Linked DNA regions of Mus musculus: regions 2, 3, 4, 5, 6 and 7 are each linked to region 1. A link is a contact called in public Hi-C and promoter capture Hi-C data. All regions are on one chromosome and are shown on one strand. Each heading gives the region's core, a stretch centred on a gene start, on an enhancer-like site or on the middle of the called end of the contact. The rest is flanking DNA. Distances are from core to core; before and after follow the strand shown. Region 1 holds the start of Setmar (SET domain without mariner transposase fusion). Region 2 overlaps Cntn4 (contactin 4). Region 3 overlaps Cntn4 (contactin 4). Region 4 overlaps Il5ra (interleukin 5 receptor, alpha). Region 5 holds the start of Il5ra (interleukin 5 receptor, alpha). Region 6 holds the start of Trnt1 (tRNA nucleotidyl transferase, CCA-adding, 1). Region 7 has its middle 9.4 kb from the start of Gm22418.

Evidence for each region. Promoter capture Hi-C pulls out the DNA fragments that hold promoters and counts their contacts. Hi-C and Micro-C count contacts between places; a contact is called where the count stands out from the background.
Region 2: a contact with region 1 is called in a promoter capture Hi-C map of stem cell-derived epiblast-like cells, with 5 times the contacts expected there. The contact joins the enhancer-like site here to the promoter of Setmar in region 1. A contact is called at or near these places in 4 of 39 promoter capture datasets (the 3T3-L1 cell line, embryonic stem cells, liver and 1 more) and 3 of 115 datasets of contacts at active chromatin or transcription factors (embryonic stem cells, large pre-B cells and stem cell-derived neural progenitor cells).
Region 3: a contact with region 1 is called in a promoter capture Hi-C map of second pharyngeal arch cranial neural crest, with 9 times the contacts expected there. The contact joins the enhancer-like site here to the promoter of Setmar in region 1. A contact is called at or near these places in 15 of 39 promoter capture datasets (the 3T3-L1 cell line, 3T3-L1-derived adipocytes, the C10 cell line and 9 more), 2 of 15 datasets of contacts at CTCF or cohesin (large pre-B cells and pro-B cells), 6 of 484 Hi-C or Micro-C datasets (the 3T3-L1 cell line, the HPC-7 cell line, cranial neural crest and 2 more), 3 of 115 datasets of contacts at active chromatin or transcription factors (astrocytes, large pre-B cells and stem cell-derived neural progenitor cells) and 1 of 9 other capture datasets (embryonic stem cells).
Region 4: a promoter capture Hi-C map of the HPC-7 cell line shows a contact between it and region 1, with 11 times the contacts expected there. The contact joins the enhancer-like site here to the promoter of Setmar in region 1. A contact is called at or near these places in 10 of 39 promoter capture datasets (3T3-L1-derived adipocytes, the C10 cell line, the HPC-7 cell line and 6 more), 5 of 115 datasets of contacts at active chromatin or transcription factors (the 230-238 cell line, astrocytes, embryonic stem cells and 2 more) and 1 of 9 other capture datasets (embryonic stem cells).
Region 5: a Hi-C map of B cells shows a contact between it and region 1, with 14 read pairs. The contact joins the promoter of Il5ra here to the promoter of Setmar in region 1. A contact is called at or near these places in 9 of 39 promoter capture datasets (the C10 cell line, the HPC-7 cell line, cranial neural crest and 5 more), 1 of 484 Hi-C or Micro-C datasets (B cells) and 5 of 115 datasets of contacts at active chromatin or transcription factors (the 230-238 cell line, astrocytes, large pre-B cells and 2 more).
Region 6: a promoter capture Hi-C map of liver shows a contact between it and region 1, with 6 times the contacts expected there. The contact joins the promoter of Trnt1 here to the promoter of Setmar in region 1. A contact is called at or near these places in 14 of 39 promoter capture datasets (the C10 cell line, the HPC-7 cell line, HPC-7-derived erythroid cells and 12 more), 1 of 484 Hi-C or Micro-C datasets (B cells), 12 of 115 datasets of contacts at active chromatin or transcription factors (the 230-238 cell line, embryonic forebrain, embryonic limb bud and 6 more) and 3 of 9 other capture datasets (embryonic stem cells, liver and macrophages).
Region 7: a contact with region 1 is called in a promoter capture Hi-C map of second pharyngeal arch cranial neural crest, with 6 times the contacts expected there. The contact joins the enhancer-like site here to the promoter of Setmar in region 1. A contact is called at or near these places in 9 of 39 promoter capture datasets (the 3T3-L1 cell line, the HPC-7 cell line, cranial neural crest and 5 more), 2 of 115 datasets of contacts at active chromatin or transcription factors (astrocytes and embryonic stem cells) and 2 of 9 other capture datasets (embryonic stem cells and pancreatic islet).

What each region holds. Positions count from the first base shown.
Region 1 is chr6:108,063,497-108,066,747 of GRCm38.p6, reverse strand. It overlaps Setmar (SET domain without mariner transposase fusion), which reads right to left and starts at 1,703. Exons shown (of 2, transcript NM_178391.4): 1 at 1,509-1,703. The coding sequence starts at 1,667.
Region 2 is chr6:106,645,434-106,648,684 of GRCm38.p6, reverse strand. All of the region lies in intron 15 of Cntn4 (contactin 4), which reads right to left. Among named protein-coding and RNA genes, the nearest start is that of Il5ra, 100 kb to the left of the region's middle. Within about 2 kb of position 1,529, at least 7 of the 459 cell types and tissues checked have an H3K27ac peak or open chromatin away from gene starts, as enhancers often do. A contact at or near this core is called in stem cell-derived epiblast-like cells, where this site is marked.
Region 3 is chr6:106,673,234-106,676,484 of GRCm38.p6, reverse strand. It overlaps Cntn4 (contactin 4), which reads right to left. Exons shown (of 26, transcript NM_001109749.1): 20 at 1,831-1,901; 21 at 516-750. Among named protein-coding and RNA genes, the nearest start is that of Il5ra, 74 kb to the left of the region's middle. Within about 2 kb of position 1,509, at least 2 of the 459 cell types and tissues checked have an H3K27ac peak or open chromatin away from gene starts, as enhancers often do. A contact at or near this core is called in second pharyngeal arch cranial neural crest, where this site is marked.
Region 4 is chr6:106,724,467-106,727,717 of GRCm38.p6, reverse strand. The region is part of intron 10 of Il5ra (interleukin 5 receptor, alpha); the gene reads left to right. Among named protein-coding and RNA genes, the nearest start is that of Il5ra, 23 kb to the left of the region's middle. Within about 2 kb of position 1,472, at least 37 of the 459 cell types and tissues checked have an H3K27ac peak or open chromatin away from gene starts, as enhancers often do. A contact at or near this core is called in the 230-238 cell line, the HPC-7 cell line and trophoblast stem cells, where this site is marked.
Region 5 is chr6:106,747,394-106,750,644 of GRCm38.p6, reverse strand. Il5ra (interleukin 5 receptor, alpha) reads left to right here and starts at 1,608. Exons shown (of 13, transcript NM_008370.2): 1 at 1,608-1,798.
Region 6 is chr6:106,767,670-106,770,920 of GRCm38.p6, reverse strand. It overlaps Trnt1 (tRNA nucleotidyl transferase, CCA-adding, 1), which reads right to left and starts at 1,783. Exons shown (of 9, transcript NM_001242358.1): 1 at 1,665-1,783; 2 at 918-1,091. The coding sequence starts at 1,065.
Region 7 is chr6:107,009,240-107,012,490 of GRCm38.p6, reverse strand. No RefSeq gene overlaps it. Among named protein-coding and RNA genes, the nearest start is that of Gm22418, 9.4 kb to the right of the region's middle. Within about 2 kb of position 1,495, at least 2 of the 459 cell types and tissues checked have an H3K27ac peak or open chromatin away from gene starts, as enhancers often do. A contact at or near this core is called in second pharyngeal arch cranial neural crest, where this site is marked.

The DNA of each region.
Region 1 (3,251 bases), core at 454-2,953:
GGGTCTATGACTTAAACTCTAGGGCTTCTGAGGATCTGAAGAAGTTAATTTATGTGTGTCCAAGATCTCTCAGCATGGCGGAGACCTCAGCTAAGTTTGACTCCAGGGGCTGAGATTCATAACCAAGCCTTTCTTACATGTCAGATAGCCGAGACCAGACATGGAGATGGTTTTCTCTGATCCCTCAGTAAGTTCTGAGTACAAGCCAGACAGGGGGAAAAAGCTTTCTGAAAAGTCACGCCTCTGCCACACACATGTTAGGGAACTGCTATTTTACAGACAGTATAAGGTAAGAATCCTTGTTAAGGTCTTATTACAGGTTCAAAGAAAAATATTAAATTCTGTCCATTTAAGAACTTTTCTTTCAGACCAACAGCTTATTTCCCCCTCGAGAGAGAAAGAACATGAAATTGGGTAGATTGCGAGGTGGGCAAGGATCTGTGAGGATTTGGGGGAGGGAAAAAGGATGACAAACATATTGTATGGGATTCTCAAAGAGTAAATAATAGTAAGACGTCAAGAAGACTGCAGTTCCAGTAAACAACCTTGATGAAACTCATTGGCTCTCTGTCTCCTACACACACACACACACACACACACACACACACACACTCACCACAGCGAGATGAAAGATAAAAGGGGCACTAGCCAGGAAGGTGAAGGATTACTGGGAGAGGGTGAGGGACCAGAGAGGGTGGTGGTGCATATCATCAAAACACCTTCTGTGCATATGTGGAAAAATGTCATCACAAAACTCATTATTATGTATAATCAACATTTGCTAATGAACATTTTAAAAATGCCATAGTTAAACTAGATACCCCGTGTGCTAATAAAAAAAAAATAAAAATATCGGGGGTGGGGTGGGGTGTGTGTGTGTGTGTGGGGGGGAAGAAGCCTGTTGTTACAGCCAATTTGACAATTACTACCACGTGGGGGAGCTATGTGTCTCTCTTTCTTGGCTTCTAGGAAAGAGCTCTAGCGCCCCCGGGGGCAGTGAGTAGCCCTGGAATTCTGCTCTGCAGCGAAGTGTGAAACAATCCCCTTCCTACTCACCCCCCCCCCCCCCAGCTTCCTACTCCCCCCAGCTCTTTAGACCTGGCTCTACATGGGCATTGGCCTCAACTACTCAAGATATAAGCAGCTCTCTGGTTCCTTCCATGGAGGCTGTCCGCAGGCCTCTATCTCCGCCCCAACATGGAAGGGTGCAGGCTCCCCTTGGTGAGAATTAAGAGGAGTCTTGTAGTCAGCCCCTGTGGGGCTACAGGACATCCCTCCAACCCAGTCTAGAACAGCGCTGGCCCCGCCTGGGGAGAGAAGGGAAATAGACAGGCCCTTTAGCACCGCCCCTAAGATCGGTGAGCTGCTTTCTAGCTCCGCCCCCATATAAAGGGCACTGGCCCCGCCCCCGGGGGAAAGGGACAGCCCTCTAGCGCCGCCCTCTGGCTCCGCCCCCAAAGAAAAGGGCACCACCCCCAGCCCTTTCAGCCACTTAGCCCTGCCTCTACCTGGAAAGGTTTAGGCCTGGGCTCCGCCCCCAAAGGCCACAAGCTCACAGGCAAGTTCTCCAGGCCGCACGCTACATCTTGTTGTTCTGTCGGGGCTACAGATTCCTCCTCAGATGCTGCTATCTCGAGAGAAAGCTTCTCCACACCTTCCGCAGACATTTATGGTCTCGCTTCGACTACTCGCCTGACCATTTTGGGCCTCCGGGAGGATGCTGGGAGTTGTGGATTCTGCGGCCCTACTTCCTCATGGGAGTTGTAGTTTTCCGTCCCAACAGGCTGCAGGTGAGGGAGATACCTCCCTCAGCGTCGTTGGGGTGCTTTTCCTCTGGATCCCACTGTTTTAAACTAGATACATAGCTGATAATTTCAGAACCACAAAAGGTACAAAATTTGGAGAACTTGAAATGTTTTCGTTTTTTTCTGGGGAACCTTGTGAAGCCTGGTTGTTTGTTCAGCCTTTGAGGGTTTAGTAGGTGTTTGGAAATGTATCGTCTAAGCTGAGGGAGAAAATACAGTCCAGAGAATATAAAGATCTAGAACCCGCGGAGAAGTTGGGTGACTGGCACAGAATTTGTTTTTGATAAGGTCCTCTCCTTGTAAGCTCACCTTGTCCCATTATACAAAACAACAAAAACCTGTTTTGAGTAGAGTCACTCACTGATCACGCCAGAGTTTCTGTATCTGGTGGAAAATGTTAACATTGCCAAATCTCCCCATTTTGCTTGTCTTGCTTCTTTTTCTTATTCTCCCTCTATCCCCTCCTCCTCCTTCTTCTCCTCCTCCCCCTCCTTCTCCTCTTCCTCCTCCTCCTCTTCTTCTAATTTTCTATCTTCACTGCTTTCTGTGATAATAGGGTCCCACAGGGCATCCACTCTTGTTGACCAAAAGTTTGGAGGCTAAAGGGGGACACTGAAATAGATTGTCCTTATAAGAGATTCATTAGAAGATACATTGATGACACAGGCAAACAGACAGACAGGCAGACAAAGGGCCTTCACGGCAGAGCAGGCATTTCTTCTTAGAGGTTTCAGAGGAAGAAGGGAGTAGTTGATGAGTAGCTTGCAGGTAGGCTGTTCCTGAGTTATCTATGAAAGTCACCAAATTACTCTAGCTTCTGGAATTGTTACAGATCCATACAAACGGGGCAGCTTTACAAAATGCAGGATCTTAGGTTTTTCATCTTTGTGTTTTAGAGAAAAAAATTACAAATGTATGTGTGCATAAATAAATATATTCTATATACTTAGGTGTGTGTGTGTGTGTGTGTGTGTGTGTGTGTGTGTGTGTGTGTGTATTTAGCTAGATTTGTTTCAAGACAGGTTATTAGTATGAAACCCAGTGTGGTTTTGAACTCTCCATCCTCTTGATTATTAGGACTACTTGCATGAACCACTGCATCTAAATGTCTTAATTGGCTTTATTTTCAATTCTAGAAAAAGGACAACATTTCACCCTGTAAGGTAGAATAAGCATTCTGATTTTCTGAGCGTAGCATTGGTTGTATAGGAAGAGAAGAGATGGAAAAGCAGAAGCAATAAACAAAAGAAGAATGGTCCTTTCATAGTTACTCTATCCCTGTAAGGCATGGGCAGGAATACAGAACAGTAGGAAAATAAATCATTGCTTAGCACCAGAGTAATGTTTGTGTGCTAAGATTAAGGCAGAGGAATTTTATTATCCTGGGATATTTGTCTGTTATCTCTTTAGTTCTTTATTTCTGCAAAAGGTTACATAGACAGGTTA
Region 2 (3,251 bases), core at 280-2,779, 1.4 Mb after region 1:
CACACACATACACACACACAAATGCATGTGCTTGCAAACATGTGCATCCATGCACTTGAGAACATGCATAATGAATGAATGCATGTACACACATATCTACATGAGAAGAAAAGTAGAATAAAATGCACCACCAAACACTAAAACTTAAAAGACGGTTAACACTAATTGGAGAGCAGGTACTACTAAAAAACTGACCTTTTACAATACTTATTCTAAAGAATAAACAGAATTGACTATTCCACTAAAATTTAAACAATGAGTTGATATACAAATAAATACTTATTCTCAGGGGCTTAAAATATACTTAGCTTTTAGAGACCTATTCATCCTTAAATAAATGAAACAGAATTCATTTTCTAATTATTGAACTCTGTTGGGTCATTATTTGTATGGTCTTTCTTCCTCTCTTCCTTCCTTCCTTCCTTCCTTCCTTCCTTCCTTCCTTCCTTCCTTCCTTCCTTCCTTCCTTCCTTCCTTCCTCCCTCCCTCCCTCCCTCTTTCCCTCCCTCTTTCTTTCTCTCTTTCTTTCTTTCTTTCTTCTTTCTTTCTTTCTTTCTTTCTTTCTTTCTTTCTTTCTTTCTTTCTTTCTTTCTTTCTTTCTCCCTTTCTCTCTCTCTCTCTCTCTCTCTCTCTCTCTCTCTCTCTCTCTCTCTCTCTCTCTCTTTCTTTCTTTCTTTCTTTCTTTCTTTCTTTCGTTTTTGGAATAGTGTTCTTCTATACAGCCTGGCCTGCACTGGTACTGCCCTTTTGCCTCAGCTTCTAGAGTGTTAAAATAACAGGACTGTGCCACTACTTGGCCACTGTCTTATATTCTACACTGTAACACTCACACTAACTCTTGAGCATGTGTCGTTTGTGTTGTATAAGATGATGTCAGTAAAAATGAGCATGTTGAGTGTATACACACACACACACACACACACACACACACACACACACACACACAGAGCACCCATGCACATGCTTAATTTGCACTACTCTCTTAGAGCTACTTAGAGGAAATAACCCCTTCTGATGGAGAACTGAAAGGGCACATGAGATGGATGAAGTATGAAAGTATTCCTTGAGAAATCCATGCAAGTTTTCCTTTTTCACTTTGTTTTATTATTGCTATTTACAGGTACAAATTCCATGCTCCCACCCCAACCTGTAGAAAACAGAGACATGATCACATCACAAGAAAGAAAAGAAAATATCTCTACAGTGGAATCCTGAATCAGAAAGAGTACAGCCCTCCCCCAAAGGATGTAGGGTCTTCTGCCTCTTTGGCAGCAGATTCTCCATTTTACCTGAGCAAGGCTAGCCTACAAATCTAGATCACCTTCATTCACCACATGGTAACCAATTAAAGACTCCCTTTGAGTAAAGCTCTCCTAACTCTGCCCGGCTCCGACAGTTGCTCCACTCCTCGAAAGCCATAAACATCAAAAGGACAAAATGAAAGCTGCCCAATGAAAAGCAAAGAGAAGGTTCCTTAGACAAGCAAGAAAGGAATGCTGACTGATCAGAATTGCCCTCATTTGCATGACAGGCATTGCATGCGGGGTGGGGGTGGGGGGCAGAGGGGCCTGAGGAGGAGTGCAGGACACTCACTGTCCTATAGGTTTTTTCAACCTGGTGACCTAAAGAGGGCAGCAGTGTGTAAACCCTTTCCTGAATCCAGGTGTTTAATTGGTGCCTTGGTTCTCTGAGCAATGAGATATAAAACAAAACACCCCAGTCAGGCTGAATAGAAACTGGAGACTCCTTTGTAAAGCAATTTGTAAATCACCTCTGAGAGAATACTTATGGTCCATTATCAAGGAGCTGAGAAAATAAATACAAAAGAGAGCTGTTTAATAAGAGTGACTGGCAGAAATAGAAATGTCACCAGCCAACCGAGGGTGGCAAGTTTGTTGTACAGCAATCACTCTTGTGATTATCAAGGTTAGTGAATTTTCCGGGTTCCAATGTGGAGCAGAGAGTGTTTACTTACTACAAGAATAGAATTGTTTGAAGGACACCCCAACACAGTTGGTTGTCTCTAAAGTCTTGGCTCAACTATTGTGATCAAGTTGTTTGTTTTTAAGAAGAAGTTATAACTTGTCTGAAAATCATTCATACTCGTACACCCACTTACTCTTACTCTTGTATGCCACCAGGGAAAGCACACCTCTTGCTTTTAGAATTGCACAGTGTTGGAGTCATGGGGTCTCTCTGCTGGGATGTCTTTCTAAATGCAAAGAATTTTCTGAAGGTCTACAAGCCTCTATGATCAATAAGAATACTCTTTTTAAATCAGACTAGCAAGTAAGTAACTAGGAATGGGGTGGAGAATTGGCTAAATATATCACCTCGGTTTGACATTTTCTTTTCCAAGCTTTCTTCATGGTTTAAAAGAAATGACAATCTAAAAGGATATTCAAAAATGCTTCTCAATGACAAATTAAATAAAAGAACATCTTTAAGTTAAAGTATAATTAGAACCACTCCATGACATCCCTTCGATTGTGATGGAACATTAAAAAAAAAGATTCATACACATTTACATCAAGTAATGATTAGATATTTTTTTCTGTTGAGGAAGGAGGAATTATAAGTGTGTTTCTTTCACTTACAACACATCAGTAATTCCCCCATGAGTCACTGGGCAAAAGGGTTCCCAAAGAGTCTCATTAATCTCAATAAAATAGAGTGGTTCACATCATAAGCAACACAAAAATAAGGCACTGTGAGCTCTTTGCTGATTAAAGAAATACAGTCTTGGTTGGGGGGGGGCATTTACTGCATCTCATGCTACAAAATAAGAGAGCATTTTGCTAGACTCCACAAGAAATGGCACAGATTTCTTGAGACAATAACAATGAATTTGAAGACAAAGCTTTTGGCTTGCCTACAAGCAAAATAACACTTGAGCACCCATGCTCATTCACACCCAGGCTTCACTGTAAAAGAAGGATGACATCTCAGACAGTAGATGGTGCTACAGCCTCGCAGAATGAGTCCACAGCACTTAGTTAGATCTGTTTAACCTGCTCCTGTCAGCAATTTTCTGCATGTTTTCAGTTTCTTGAGTTTAAGGTCTCCGGGAAAGAGATGGTAACGCTTCCATTCAAAAGCACACGTCAGTGTGTCCTTATAGATAGGGGAAGAGGACAGTAAGAAACTCACAGAGCTTAAGATGGAGGCTATTAATTCCTTGGTGGGCATTATTAGCTGGCTTCCCTTTATTTGGCATGGTAAGATTGATTTCTAAAGCTTTCTGTTATACA
Region 3 (3,251 bases), core at 260-2,759, 1.4 Mb after region 1:
TTCACATATGATTGAGTTGTTAATGAGTTTTCTTGTTTTGGAAACAGATTAAAATATGTACCCCAGGCTGGTCTCAAACTAGCTAATGTGCTTCAAACGCCCATATTCTGGGATTACTGGAGTGTACACACATGGTCAGAGAGTGTGTGTGTGTGTGTGTGTGTGTGTGTGTGTGTGTGTGTGTGTGTGTGAGAGAGAGAGAGAGAGAGACAGACAGACAGACAGACAGACAGACACAGAGACAGAGACACAGAGACAAAGAGAGACAGCAAGAGACACACAAAGAGAGACAGAGAGAGGGAGAGAAGGAGAGAGACACAGAGAGGCAGACACACACACACACACACACACACACACACACACAGCATATGGTAGATAGCGAGCCAATGATTTATAGTATACTTGTCTGCAATGAAGCTATCCTTTTGATTTATATGTCTGTTATAAGTTGATGGTATATCCTGAAAGGAACACCATTTAGAATTGAAGAAATATCGAGGTAGCATGAACCATACCTTCTTCAGCAGAATACACCAGCGTGGTGGGACTGAAAGGGCCTTCCCCTTTGTTATTGAAGACACCCACTTTAACCTCAAAGGGAGAGAATGGACGCACACTCTCATTCCTGAACACGTATCTGGAGGCATCAGCTGAAGCCAGCACGGTCAGCATCCAGATCATTTTGCCATGTGGCCGGAAGGCAACCACGTAACCAAAGCCTCTGCCATTCTGTAATTCCTCAGGGACTGTCTGGGGGGAGGAAGGGAGGTTGTACTCAGAAAGCACAATAGTTTGATTCAAATATTAAAGGGGACTCCCCAGTTCTTGCTTCGGGTGATTCAACTGCTAAAGACTATGCCTCACCAATTGAAATTGGGTTTTACTTGCCGGCACATTTTAAACTTAGGGCTATCCTTTACCAGCCTCAGGTATTCATGTGATACCAGAGCCTTGAAAATGAAATGAAGGTCAGCTCTGGAGAGTTGGGTTCTGGTAACCTGGACTCAACTCAACCAATAATGTTCAAGTAACCACACAGTTGATTAAAACAAAAACAAAAACGAAAACAAAAACAAAACAAAGTTAAAAAAAAAAGAAAGAAAGAAAAAGAAAAGAAAAGAGAAGCCCTTCCATCACACACCATCCAGTAATCATTTTCCTTGGGTGTCAAATAGATGAACGAATTCACAAAAGAGGGCCATCTCTGTTCAGGCAAGATCCTGCCCCTACGAGGCTCTGAGCTCGGCTAGGAGGCAGGGGTAGTGGGGGATTTCTTTTCTTGCTCTGCTGGGGCTCTGGGTGAATGAAAGGCTTTTTATTTCAGGGGACATTGTCTAAAATCTTTGGAACACATTTCAAGCCTTTTCTGAAGCTTCCACCTCCTCTCTCAAAATCAATTTTTAATAAATTGGTCACTAACCTTCCTCCAGGTTGTTTAAAGAAATACCTCACAGCCCAGAAGCAAAGCCAACTGCCAGGAAATTGTTCTGGGACGCTCAGTCTATAGCTAGCAGATGTTTTAAATCAATTGACCATGCAGCAATTCAGAAAGAAAAGAAAGACTGGTCTTCTCAGAACCAGACTTCCTTATTGTTTTGTTTTTTTTTTAAAAACCTGTGTTATCTTCTCTTTCATGATTTTTTTCCCCCTGTGAGCAGTCAAACTAAAACTTGCTTCAACAATGGGTGGCCAAGCACTTTTACTTCCTGACAGCCATTAATAGATTTCTTGGAAACAGAGGGGAACAGTTCCTGGCTCCTTGTCATATGGAGGGAAATAGCAAAACAGCCCAGATAAATTCATGTCCCTTTGGTTCTGTGATGGATTTACCTCCCAGGTTATAACCAGTTCAGATTTGCTGCCTCCACCACCACTGACGTTAGCCGGGGTGACTTCAGGGACTGCAGGAGACAAAACAGAAATCAAATTATTTCAGGTGTTAATGGCAAATGGTAGCCAGGAAGGTTACCTAGATGGGATGCCTCACGGTTGTTGAGTACTTGGGCACATGTCCCTTTGTTTTTGGATATCAGAAATGACATCCTCAAGGGGAGCACTGTACTGGCTTACAGAAGCAAGATCTCCCAAGGAAAGTGCTCTTAATTACCCGTTTCTGGTTCAATGGGGTCTACACACTGACCAACCAATTGTTTAGCTCCGTCCCTAAAGACCTAGGAGTTCATAGACGAAGAAAGGACTGAAGAATCTGTTCTCTTGCTTGGTTAGACATTTATTAGTCATGTGGTGGCAACACAAGGAAAAGACAGGACAAACTGTGCCCACTTGGAGCTTACAATCTAGTGGGAGAATGAGAGCACATGCAGAAGATCACAGAGAAACTTGGACAACACCCAATGATGTCGCAGACAGAATGGAGAAGAGCAGTGGTGTTCTGGAGTAGCAGGTTGCTCAGAGAAGTGCTGGGCTAATGGCTTCTCAGAAGAAGGTGAGCTTTGAGCTGGGTGTTGAAGGAAGTGGTGGATTTAGGTTGACCCCTGGCTCACTGTGCTTAACCTCTCTGATCCCCAGTGTTCTCTGTAAAAGAGGGGAAATCAGACTCACTTCCTTCTCAGGATTACAGGGCACACTTGAGTTATAGATTTGGAGATGTGGGAAGAGAGCCTAGGATTACTTATGCCATCATCTAAATAAAGGGCTCCAGGCAGATTCTTGAAATATCTAGCTGAGGATTGCACCTGGCCAGTCAGTATATTCCCCTGATTAAAGGCAGCAGCAATACATGGATTTTTTTATTTCATCAATTCTAAGAATAAGGTGAAATTGCTGGTCTGCTTAGGATCTTGCTATGCCTTTAGAAATCATTGTTATTTTCATGGCTGGGAGCTCTACAGAGGCCATATAACAGGATCTTCCAGTTGACAAGAGCGTAATCTGCCTGAGTTGACTGTACAACATTTCATTATGTGTTTATCAAACAGGCTACTCTCATTCATTACTTGGGACAATGGTTTATGTCCTAAGAAAATGCTAGTAAAGACTTCTGAGGAAATGTTCTCTGACCATCTGTGATTTCTGTTTGTTTTTGATTGTTTTTGGTTTTTTTTTTCTGACACATGAGAAGAGAGAGTTGACTTTGGAAGTATTATGCTGTTTTGTGCTCTACCACTAGACTCAAATAAAGAGGATTAAGAAGTTGATTACATCTCAGAACCAGAAAGGTTGAGCTTCTCCTGGCCTGGTTTGTGTTCATTATGATCCTTTAAGGGGAAAGCTGTGTAGATATAGAGCTA
Region 4 (3,251 bases), core at 223-2,722, 1.3 Mb after region 1:
TTTTAGAAATAAATGTTCCTATGCATCCTGACCCCTGGAAATGAGAATGTTGGCTGCATTTATTTGTAGCTTTGACCCTGGCTAGGATCGGACCTGTTTTTTGGTAAGAGATTAGACTGAAAATCACTGGACTCAACAGTGGTTCTTAACCTGTGGGCCATGACTCCCTCCCAGGTCACAAATCAGCTATTTTGCATATCAGATACTTACATTACAATTCATAGCAGTAGTAAAACTACAGTTATGAGATGCAGTGAAAAGATTTTATGGTTGAAGGTTACCCACAATATGAAGAACTGTATTAAAGTGTCATAGCATTATAAAGGTGGAGAACCATTGCTTCATGTGAACAACGAGCTTTCTCCACTCTCAGTGAAGGCTGTATCTGCCACTCAGGACCTGGTATTATTAGAAGTGAGTGAAAATGTGTTCTTCTAAAAGGCTTTGTTTAGGCTTAAGATGAGTGGCACTTAACCTGGGAGCAGAACAAGACTCAGTCACCCCAGTTTTCACATGGCTCAGTCAGCAGTGTGGACACCATTTTCAGGGTGACTGCTGCTATCTACTGGAACAAATCCTTCAGCAACAAAGACATGCTGCTCATAGCCTTCACTTGATTCTGGCCTTCACTTTCCTGCTATGGTGTGAGCCAGGGTGTGTATATATGTGTGTGTGTGTGTGTGTGTGTGTGTGTGTGTGTGTGTGAGTGTGCAGGGTAATATGTGTCCTGGGGTGGGTATCAGAGCTAAGCAAAAACCAATGTGGCATGTTTAGTTGTGATCTGTTGTTATGCATTGTAATGCTAAAATCGCTAAATACTGTACCTGAAGCTCTGTGCCTACGAGTGAAATCTCATGTTTACCAGCGTTTGTTGTGCAAACATTGTTTCTTAATTTAAAACTATCAGTTAAATAAAAATGGCTACAGCCAAATACTGGAGAGATTAGAAATAGGCAAGTTTTTAGATATATGGTTACAGAGAACCTGAAATGGTAGAGAGGAGGGCAGAACAAGGGAAAGATGAGAAGATGCCATGGGCTAAGGGATTCTGAAAGCTCACCATGAGGGCTGGCCAGTCGGAATAAAAGCAGCCAAGCAAAAACATAGCAAGTCTTATCATGGAATTATTGATTGGGAAGTAGATACTAATAGCTTCGAGGGTAGATATCTGTCCAGCTCTAGTGCTATTTAAAGGATTATTATAAATATAAAAGTTTTGCATCTTTTATCTGGGAACTGAATGATCAAAGGCAGGGTAGAAATATCCCAACTGAGATTAAATAATTACTACAACAGCTGCGACACACAGGCATGCGTGCAGGATGGAAGGAGGACTTTTATTCTTTGACTTGGTGTTCATGACAGAAGTGCAAAGCAATTTCCCTCTCCCTGAAGCTTATAGACTCAAGGGCGGGGAGGAGATGGTGTTATCTTGAAGATCACTGAATGTACTTCCTTCATGGTCCACAGTCTATCAAAGGAACTCAAGCTCCAGCTGTGGCCCCTTCTTTCCTCTGTGCCTGTAGATTTCGAGCAGCTCCCTTCATCGTCTGTCTGTTTGCCCTTCTCTGTCTTTCTCGTCTGTTCTCATCCTTTCTTCTTAAATTTCCAAACTGTTGTGAGACAAGATACAAAGCAGAATAGGGAAGAAGAAAGGGAAACAGGTACGAGGAAAGGGTCAGTTTCACTTTCTCTGCGCTTTCAAAAGAAGTCTGTCCCTTTAGAGTTTTACAAGGTAAGAGAAGGAAAGCTCCGGGTCAAGACAGAGGGGAAATGCTTGGAAAGAAAAATAGGTGAGCCATCAGCAGCAAGGGAAACCCCGCTTCGTCTACTGTCACAGCTGCCACTTTGGAATTTTCTTTACAAGTGGGGGATTTCAGCTGGGCAGACATAGCAGTTGAGTCAAACTGCTTCTTTGACTCAGGCTTCTGTGGTTTCAAGGTTGGCTGGATCTTGCCTGATAAGCCTCAGGCCAGACCACCTTGGCTCTGTGGGACTGGTCTACCATCTTGAAGGTAAGGTTGCATTAAGCTTTTAGGCTCTGTTCCATACTACCAAGGATTTTTATTTTATTTCATTTTTAAATTTCAGGTATAGCTACTTCTCTTGGTGGCCATATCAATCAATCTTCCATGCTTAATACTTAGGCCAAGGAAGGACTCTATCCCTGGCTCTGTGCAAGATAAGTTTATTCACAGTATTTAGGATATCTCCCCAAATATCATTTGTTAATAGAAAGATAGGAAGAGAGAGAGGGCTAAAGAGAGAGGGAGAGGGATAAAGAGAGAGGGAGAGGGATAAAGAGAGAGGGAGAGGGAGAGGGAGAGGGAGCAGAGGGAGAGGGAGCAGAGGGAGAGGAAGGGAGGAGGGAGAGGGGGAGAGGGAGGGGGAGGGGGGAGGGAAAGGGAAGAGAGGGAGAGGGAGATGCTCAAACCTGGTAATGGCCTAGGATTCAGCAGCAAGACTACCTTTATACCTGTGAATGCTGACTGATGTTCTCATCCCAATTATTGTGCTCCAGTCAGAGAAACTGAGACAAGAGGGCAGACCTTGCTTGCGCTGTAGACTGCTGCAGAGAGGTTTCATTTTACTAGTTCTTGGCCTGCTCAGGCTCCATGTAGGCCAAGCACTGGAGATGTTTACATTGACCTCTGCAGGCAGTTTTTGTCTAAATGTTTCATGCTGTGCATGACACTCATTTTGTGTCTCTCCGTGTGTGATACGCCAGTGCATGTGTGTGTGCGCCTTTTCATCAATATTTTTTTTTCTGCCGTCGAAACAAGCCAATTCAAGCTTAATTGAGAATATGGAGGCAGGTTTATTGGAGGCAGATCTGGGAAGGAAGATTCACTTAGCTCACAGGAGGAGCCTAGGGAAATGGAGATGCAGACAGGGAGACAGGGGAGTTAAGTAGAGAAAGAGAGAGCACATGCATGCAGAGAGAAAGAAATGCAGAGACAGGGAGAAAGAGGGAGAGAGAAGGGAGTTGTAACATGTCTGGATTATATAGAGAAGAGCCTCTGGGGGCGGGGAAGCCCAGTCCATAGGTGGAAAGTTCACAATAGAGGGTGGTGTGTGCCAGTCATACCTTGTAACTAGTGTGGACTGAGAACCTGGAGATCAATTTCGCTTGATATGTAGAATAGGCACCTTAGCCATCTGTCCAGGGTTTGAAACCCATGATTCATAAGTGTATGGCTATGCACGTGCATGTGCCTCAGTCCACTGTGGAAGTCACAGGACAGTCCTCG
Region 5 (3,251 bases), core at 359-2,858, 1.3 Mb after region 1:
AAGAGTAGGTAGGCCAGATGGCTGAAACTCTGTCTAACCTTTCCTGGACAGCTCTCAGCAAAGAGCAGGAGTTTTTTCTGCTTCTTGTTTCACTTCTTCTTTCCCCAAGGAAGATCACATTGTTTGGGTCATCAAACAACGATTGATCTGGTTTCATTTTGGCTTCTCTTTCAAACGGTTACCTTGGGAACCCCGGGCACAGACACAGCACTGTACTTACACCGTGCGAGCGGACACTGAGCCCCGCAGCAACTTTTTTCAGGGGACTCATCATTTATCATCTCACAAACAGAAACACTGATTTAGCCTCCACAATGGCTTCTCTATGTCTGCCCCCTCTTCTCTGAAAGACTTCTCTGCTGGCTTCTCTGGGGACTAGGAGTCCTGCACCAGGTCTTTGAGAGGTAGTTACTACTATCTGGCTCAAATAAGAAAGCACTGAACACAGTTCTCATGTACTCTCACCCTAAGCCAGTGCTTTGTACACCTGTGGGACATGACTCCCACAACAGGGGTCACATATCAGATATCTTGCATATCAGATATCTGTATTATGATTTGGAACAGTAGCAACATTACAGTTATGAAGTAACAAGGGAATAATTTTATGGTTGGGGTTAGAACCATTGCTCTAAGCCATAATTAAAGGGGGGAAAATACCTGCTCTGCTAGTCACTCAGCATGAAAATCCTCAGACTAAAACACCCAGAGAAAAGCAAAGGGCAGGAGACTCCAAGAGCATCTGTATCAACTGAAGAACAACAATAAGGCTAGGTTGCCACACTGGGCACTGGAAGATGACACGGGAGTAGTATGTGGAGTGTGCCTTGGAGACTGTCACTGTCAGGGCTGATGACGGATGAGCTGGGTCAGGCTAGATAGACCCTAGCAATTTATTAGAGCTAGACTCCTAGGCAATTCTCTCTCTACATGTTCACTTAAGGGTTCAGAGCTTCATAACAAAGCAGAAGTCAGGAGTCTCAGAAATGCACTTCAAAATCAGGGTGGAGGAACCTGCCCATGTGTCAGGCCCTGTGACCTATCAACTCACAAGCCTCCTGTTGGGATATTGACCAGACACAGTATCTTTGCTTATATGCAAGCACACACTTGCGTGCAACACACACACACACACACACACACACACACACACACACACACACACATACACACACACACACACACCAGGCTAAAGCTCGCAGAGTTCTCAGATTGTGGTATATGAAGGAGGCAAGCCTTTGTCAGTGAACAGTATGATCACTAAGACTCTAGTGTGGGCCCTCTCTAATGGGTTGCTCTCTTGGGAATCTTCTTCCAAAGAGCAGTTGTGTGGTCTTTCCATTGTAAGAGAAACTGCAGGTGTCTTCTTAACCATGACAGTTCTGATGATGAAAGAGTAAAGAACCCGCCTTAAAGTCAAACACCAGTGCACCCAGAGAGTAGATGCACAGCTGCAGGCTCAGAGCTCGGCAGCCACTGTACTTCTTAGTAACCAGGAATCAAACGTTTGACTCACTGTAGGGTTGGTAGGGCAGATAAATACCTTTTTCTATGACTAGGCTGGAGACACGCCCAGGACCCTCACCAAAAGGAGGGACAGGAAAAGAGAAATAATTGGTAAACACAGAAAATGTTTCAATAGAAAAAAGAGGAAACAGAACACTGTGTAGCCCTGTTATCAGCAGAGACAGAGCTAACGCTGGGGATACCAAACTAGAAGAAGCTCACTGGACAGGTCCCGGTATGCAGTTCTATTTTTGTTGATGGCTCTGTATCTAATGTGTTCATTTGTACCAAGGTGAGTCCTGTTAAAGTAATGTCTTGTGTTTTGCCAAAACCCCTGGAAATAGAAGACATTTGTTTCCTCCTGCTGTTGACAGTTTATTAAAAGAAGTATATATCTAATGACAAGACTTCTTAAAAAAATATACGAGTTTAGAAAATAGGCTATAGATCTAGTTAGATATAGTCAGAATAAGTTTCAGAGTTAATTTCAAGAGTTACAAATTTAGAGACAAACAACAATAAGGTAGTGATGTCATAAACTGAAGTTATTTTTTTCTGCTTTCTGCTGAAATATCTTTGGTATCTGTGATTTTTATTTTATCTAAAATGTACAAAAAGCTTATGAGATGTCTCACTTGGCTTTATGCTCACTAGTTAGGTACCTAAAACCAGGAAGATATATATTCCAGATACACAAAAAGCATGGATGGAAAGGAATCGAGAGAAAGAAGAAAGAGAGAGAGAGAGAGAGAGGGAGAGAGAGAGAGAGAGAGAGAGAGAGAGAGAGAGAGAGAAAGGAAAGAAGGAAGAAAGAAAGAGAGGAAGGCCAGAAAAAACGATAATTCAGTGGATTATAATTTTGAACACTTCATTACCTATTATTTCTGTATGTTCATATGGTCTCTTCAATAGTTGGCTGGTGATAAATATATGTAGTTGATTATTAAACATTTATATTTTGAAATATAATCAAGATTTGGAAATCAAACTGTCTCATTTGTTTAACAGTACTTAACATGCAATGTGGGGAAATTTTTAAGTAATGCATGCAAGAAGCCAGTCTTGCCAGGCATTGCCCACACAGCCTCACAGCTGATCTAAGCCATCCCTTTGTTGATGTTGAACAGACTTGCCTTGCCTCACAAGGGCTGAGTAATGACTTGTCCCTATTCTTCTCTGGACCAAGACTGATAGGCATGTGCCCTGGACCTGACAGGGTGATACGTGCTGGGGCTATGATGGAAAGCTAGATACAACAGGCAGTGGTGGTTCTCGACTTCTAACGTTGAGAACCTGTGGAACTGAAGGGATCATCCATAGTCAGGTATGTCCACCAACGAGGAAGCATCTATGTGGATCTTAGTGCCAAATGGGATTGGTGAGATATAGTTAAGTATTGAGATACTTGTAGCAAACACTCTGTCTATGCAGAATACTGAGGGTGGCAGCTATTCAGGTCTGGTTTTACGGAGTTTTATAGTTTTTTGTGTTTGTGGCCACATCTTGAACATAGTGGTGGTATTTTAGAATATTTTAGAAAATCATTTGGAAGTCCAGTGGTGGGAAAAATAAAGTGTTGTGAGGGTCATCCCATTGGTCATTTATATTTTTGTGAGTATGTCCAGTTTTCACTGCGGAGGTTACGTGGTGTATCTAGCTAAACACATCCTGTGCTTCATGTCTCCATCACCCTCACTAAAAAATTGTGTTTTATGGCTGACTACGCTGTACAGGGTTAAAACGGG
Region 6 (3,251 bases), core at 534-3,033, 1.3 Mb after region 1:
CTTACATTGAGCTTAAAATGTTCTCCTCGGTAGGCACCTAAAATACCATCATCTCATTTCAAGAGTAGAAAAGTAGCCCTGGAAATACCATAATCTTCAGGCAATGTTTCTCACAGTTTCTTCAACATAATTTATGGAGTAAAAACAAAGCAAAGAGAGTCAGCAGAATCCCACTGTTTGATTTAAAAGTACTTCAAGGGTCTAGGAGGTGTCTGAGTAAAAGTCTTTGTCACCAAGACTGACAACCTGAGTTGCATTCCTGGAACACACACAGTAGAGACTATTGACTCCTGTAAGTAGCCTTCTGAGCTCAACACAGAACAAGCACCCTGGTCATCCCAGGAATAACAAGGCACCTCAAGTGCATGTCCGTCTCTGAGGTGGTTTACACAACCACACACTATACTCCTGGAAGCCAATTTTTTTAAATATATCAGCAGGTTTTAAATTGCAGTTCTATATTTAGATTTACAGGCTTTTTAGGTGCACACACAGAAAAAGAGGGAAAAAAATCTATTTCCTTCTGTTCTCTCAGAGAGCAATACAACAAAGGAAAACAGAGCTTCGTTGTTAACAAATCAGATGACATCAGACTCTATAATTTAAAACCCAGCTCCTTCAATTACAGAAACAGACAGGCACTTCACTTCCCAAGCACGTGTTCTCTTCTGTTCAGAACACATATCTAAAGCTCTTGGGTCTCATTACATAATGTATGGTAAATGGAATTTCTTGGAGGACACAGAAAAGTTGTGCTTCATGCTGCAGTCAACTTCCCACCATTCTCAATATACCCCAAGTTGGCCTGTCTTTCATTGGCGCTACAAAAATATCCCAACACTGACAGAAAGATGTCTGCCTCGTCCTTTTCTGCAGTTAACAACTCCAAAGCCCAGAGGACAATCTTAACTTCTCACCTGTCAGGCTCTTCAATCCTTCGGTGAAAAGGGACTGGAATTCTGGGGACTGCAACTTCATTGTAAACAGGTATCGCTTCAGAAGGCACAATCTACTCCAACTACACCTCAGGACCTGCCTGTGCCAAGGATACAGGACGCTCTGCATCTGGAGACAAGTCGCCAATCACACATCTAAGGCGCAAACACACAGGTAACGCCAATTACACTTCAAAAGGAGGGCCAACAAACGCTGTCCGAAATGAAAGTGATCCTTTCAGGAACGCTAAACCACTTCGGTGGCAGCTACCCAAGTACTCTTGCTATGATTACTATATGGGAAGCAGGAGGGATTTGGAGTGCCAGAAAATAAAATATTAGATCGGCAGCAACAGCAGGTTTCCAAAAAACACATCAGTTGCACGTGCTCACCACCCTCCTCCCCTACCCAGGGTCGGCCTCAAGGTTACAGCATGCCAAGTTGGAACTCTGCGGGGTTGCCTCAGCAATTCTCGCCGCATGCCCGACCTCTAAGAGGTGGGAGCTCTTAAAGGGCCCCAAGAAAAGTAGCGCGCCGCGAGGACAGCGACGCTCAAGCCGGTCGCGTATCTGAGATAGCGACTTTCTCCCCTAACTCTGGAAAACTGCGGGGAACCGGCCCTGAGATACGACCGCCGCCCACGGCTCAATGAAGAGAGACCGGGCGTTGCCTAGAGTAGGGAGCAGCCTCCACCTCCCGCCATCTCCCAAGGACGCGTTCAGACGCACGCTGCACAGCCAGGTCGCCAAGGTGTCTTAGAAACGTGGCGCTCCTACTCCGAAGACCCGCTTACCCGCCTGCTGCCCGGGCCGCACGCGCACTTCCGGGTCGCGGACCAGTGACGTCAGCACGCACGAAGAGCCGCAGCGAATGAGAAGCCACTGAGGGTCCCACCCACTTCCTCTGGGCGGGGCTAGGCTTTACTAAGTGGAGCCAGTTCCTCCTGCGCCTGCGCGCATGACAGGCAGTGGGGTTTTTTTTTTTGTTTGTTTTTTGTTTTGTTTTGTTTTTTCGGGCTTTAGATAGAGAAAGCAATCAAGGTTCTTGTCTTGGTGCTTGAGATGGGGTCGACTTGCTTTATCTTAGCAGTTAACAGCTTTTCGTAAACTTCGCCACCGGCAACAGGAAGAACTTTGATTTTATTCAGTCCTATGCATAGTGGAGAGATTGGCAGAGAATAAAAAGACAAACCTGTGGCTTAAACTTCCTTAACCTTCCTAGTTTTCCTTGAAAAACGCATACGCCATAGTATTTCTGTGTTTTCTGTCACCCTGCCTCTTAACTTCAGGGGTCATGGGTATCTAATTTTTTAAACGACAGACTAACTATCCCATTCAAGATTCACAAACACCGATAATGGAGTCCAAAGCCTGAATCTCAGATCCCATGGCCCTGCACACTTAAGTAGATATTTGGATAAATTCTATTAAAGAGAGAGAGAGAGAGAACTGCACTGACGTAAGACAGGATGTTTAACAATCTCCAATTAATATCAACAAATAACAAAAAAAAATATTAACAAACTGAATTGCACGACATCCAGAGGATTTGTCCATAAGTTTGGGAATAAATGTCATGAATTAAAGTTGGAGTTAATGTTCAGAAACCAGTTGAGGTAACTCCCATACCAACAGACCCTAAAAGAAGAGCCATTAAGTCACCCTAGAGACACAAAAGAGCTCTTGTGTTTTATACAGTCACTCAGAAAATTAAGGTTAAAATTACACAATGGAGTACTACTCAGCTATTAAAAAGAATGAATTTATGAAATTCCTGGCCAAATGGATGGACCTGGAGGGCATCATCCTGAGTGAGGTAACACATTCACAAAGGAACTCACACAATATGTACTCACTGATAAGTGGATATTAGCCCAAAACCTAAGATACCCAAGATATAAGATACAATTTCCTAAACACATGAAACTCAAGAAAAATGAAGACTGAAGTGTGAACACTATGCCCCTCCTTAGAAGTGGGAGCAAAACACCCTTGGAAGGAGTTACAGAGACAAAGTTTGGAGCTGAGATAAAAGGATGGACCATGTAGACACTACCATATCCGGGGATCCATCCCATAATCAGCTTCCAAATGCTGACACCATTGCATACACTAGCAAGATTATGCTGAAAGGACCCTGATATAGCTGTCTCTTGTCAGAGTATGCCTGGGCCTAGCAAACATAGAAGTGGATGCTCACAGTCGGCTATTGGATGGATCACATGGCCCCCAATGAAGGAGCTAGAGAAAGTACCAAAGAAGCTAAAGGGATCTGCAACCCTATAGGTGGAACAACACTATGAACTAACCAGTACC
Region 7 (3,251 bases), core at 246-2,745, 1.1 Mb after region 1:
GAAAACATGATGGCCTATGAGGAAAGCTAAGCTGAGAAGCTTCAGAGGGTCCCCGCAAGTTGTTAGGTCTGGATAGTAAGGCAAACTCTATGGCAGGTGCTGTTTGCTGACAATCACCACACAGACATATTAACCCACATTTCCAAGAGAAAGAATGTTTCTGCTGAATAGCTTCGGATAGCAAAAACCCAGAAGCAAGTGGCTAGCAGTGGGTAGCGTAAATAAGATATCTCTATTCAGTAAAATGACTGTTAGAACAAGGAACAGCAACATTTGTCAAAAGTAACAACAACTTCAGGGGCTGGAGAGACAGCTCAATCCTTAGACCAATTACTGTTCTTGCAGAGGCCCTGAATTCGGTTCCCTGTACTTATCTTTAACTCCAGTGCTGGGACATGATGAAATTTCAGGTTAGGCTGCCTGTCTATAAACTGCATGTTTATATGAAAAGAAAAGAAAAAGAAAAAGAAAAAAAAATGAACATAGTATGTGTACTGATTCCAGATGGTTGTACTGATGATAGAAAACCTTGCTTGGTATTGAAAACCTCCTTCTTTGTTTATACTCAACTTTCACAAAGGTTAGCTATTCATTTTTTATTTGTTTGTTAAATTTGTTTTTTTAACATCAATGTCTGTTAACTCCATTATGTGTGAAATGATGACTGTGATCCTTTATATATGCTTGGCCCAAGGAGTGACACTATTAGGACATGTGGCCTTGTTGGGGACACTGCCATGCTCCCCTTCATGATAATAGACTGATCCTGTAAACCAACCCCAGTTAAATGTTTTCCTTATAAGAGTTGCCTTGGTCATGATGTCAGTTCACAGCAGTAAAACCCTAAGACTCTTGGGCTGGCAAGATTGCTCATAAGGTACAGATGTTTGCTTACCAATCTGCTGAGTCAAGTTCAAAGGTTGGAATGGAATGTCCATAAAGATAGAAGAAGGATAGGGTTGGCTCCAGAATGTTGTCCTCTGGCCTCCATGTACATACTTTACAGTCGCACACACACATACATCACATGAAAATAATAATAATAATAATAATAATAATAATAATAATAATAATAATAAATAAAAAACTTAGAAGCACTCTCCTATGTTAAGTGACTCACAAAGGTCAAGTAGGATAGTGACTCAAAACCTAAGTATTGAGATCAAAGTCAGTTATATCTCACCAAAATGCTGCTGATCCGTTTGGATGACCCTCTCAAAGCCTCAGGTCCATCCCTCTGATATGAGAACTGCGCAGAGTTATCTCAGTAGGTTGCTATGAGGATCAAAGTTGAACTTATTTCAAACATGTAGCATTACAGCTAAAATAGAGTAATTGCAAACAAAAACAAAACAAGAAAGGAGCAAGCCAACAAAAACTAGTGGTTTGCATTGTCTGACTTGAAACTGATGCAAAGAGACAGAACCAGAGCTGAAGGGCAGATACATGGGGTACTGAAAGGGCTTCCGGGTCCTGAGTAATAGACCCACTGGGATTCAGACAGGGCTGGTTGTAGTTAATGTGGCCCATCTGCTCGGCTGCAGTAAGCCCCTAAATTGTTTCCCGTGAGTATTCATTTGAGCTGATTAAAGCTTTTTTTAATGTGCCACTAGCATCTGGTACATCCTGTACTATTTATATTGGTTCGCTATTATGCTGTTTACCTTAAACAGCTTTGTTCTTTTCAAAAGAAAACATGTAACTCTCCCATGGAGGTCTAGGACACATTTGAATGATTACTGCTCTGTGTTCTCAGCCACAGTGTGACAAGACAAATGTAGACAGGTGAGTGGAAAGAACAGGGAACCAGGAGTATGCTCCTTAATATGTGAATTTCTGATACCTCGAGTGCCTCTATGATAATTGTGTTCCTTTTAGAGTATTTCTCTGTATGTACATATGTGTGCATGTGTGTGTGCATGTATGAGAGACAGAGAGAAACAGAGAGACTGAACTTAAAAGCCAGAAAAGGGAATGCCTGGCTTATTTTGTGAGTGTTGGGATTCCTAACTCTGGTCCTTCTTATTATATTGCAAGTGTTCTTAACTGCTGAGCCATCTCTCCTGCCCTAGTTGCCTATTAAGTTTTTAAAAGGACAGGGTCTAGATAGGACCACTGTTTTGCTCCCATATACCACTACAATGCTAAAATGTGTTTGGCACACACAACATGTTGACTGAAAGTGTGTGAATGAATATATATAGTGGGCATACCATGCCTATCCACTTTTAGACTGTATTGTATTGACAGCTATTTTGAATAATGGCATACAGTCCTTGTCTTAGTTAGGGTTTGCCTACTGTGAACAGACACCATGACCAAGGCAACATTTAATTGGGACTGGCTTACAGGATCAGAGACTCAGCCCATTATCACCAAGGAGGAAGCAACTTCTGTTTTAGGGTTTTACTGCTGTGAATAGACACCATGACCAAGGCAACTCTTATAAGGATAACATTTTAATTGGGGCTGGCTTACAGGTTCAGGGGTTCAGTCCATTATCATCAAGGTGGAAGCAGTCATGGTGCAAGAAGGAGCTGAGAATTCTACATCTTCATCTGCAGGCCTCTAGGAGAAGACTGGCTTCCAGGCAGCTAGGATGAGTGTATTAAAACCCATGCCCACAGAAACACACTTACTGCAACAAGGCTACATCTCCTAATAGTGCCACTCCCTGGGCCAATCATAAAAAAAAATCATACCAAGGATTATTAAAAACATAGATTTTAATCTGGTAAATCTGGACACAAACATATAATTAATTTACTTTTAAAGAAATATAGTTGTGCTTTTCAAGCCAGTGATCTAAAAGAGTACAATGCATACCTAACATTCATGTACAAGAACAGCAAAATGACCCACAGATAAAATTAAGAGCTGATTTTCAGTGCAAAATTTCCCAACTGATCAGTTGGGCCACTTCTTATTGAACGCATATAGGATTTATTAAGCATGTGCTATGTGATAAGTATAGTATTAAGTCTTCATATGTATTGTCTTGTGTAGTTGTTAGGTTTGCAGCAGCTTTTTTCTTCCAGCTACTGTAGAGGAAATGGCAAGCTCTCTAACTAAAGCCTGTCTATGAATGTCTAACCTCCTAACATACTCATCGGGCTTCCCAGATTCCAAGAGTGGTCTGGACCAGCAGGATCAGTGACAGGATCCTTAGTGGGACAGCTAGGATATAAGAAGGTAAAGAAGAGAGGAAGGTGGAGTCAGGAGGTCTTATACAAACTAGGCAGTATGCTAAG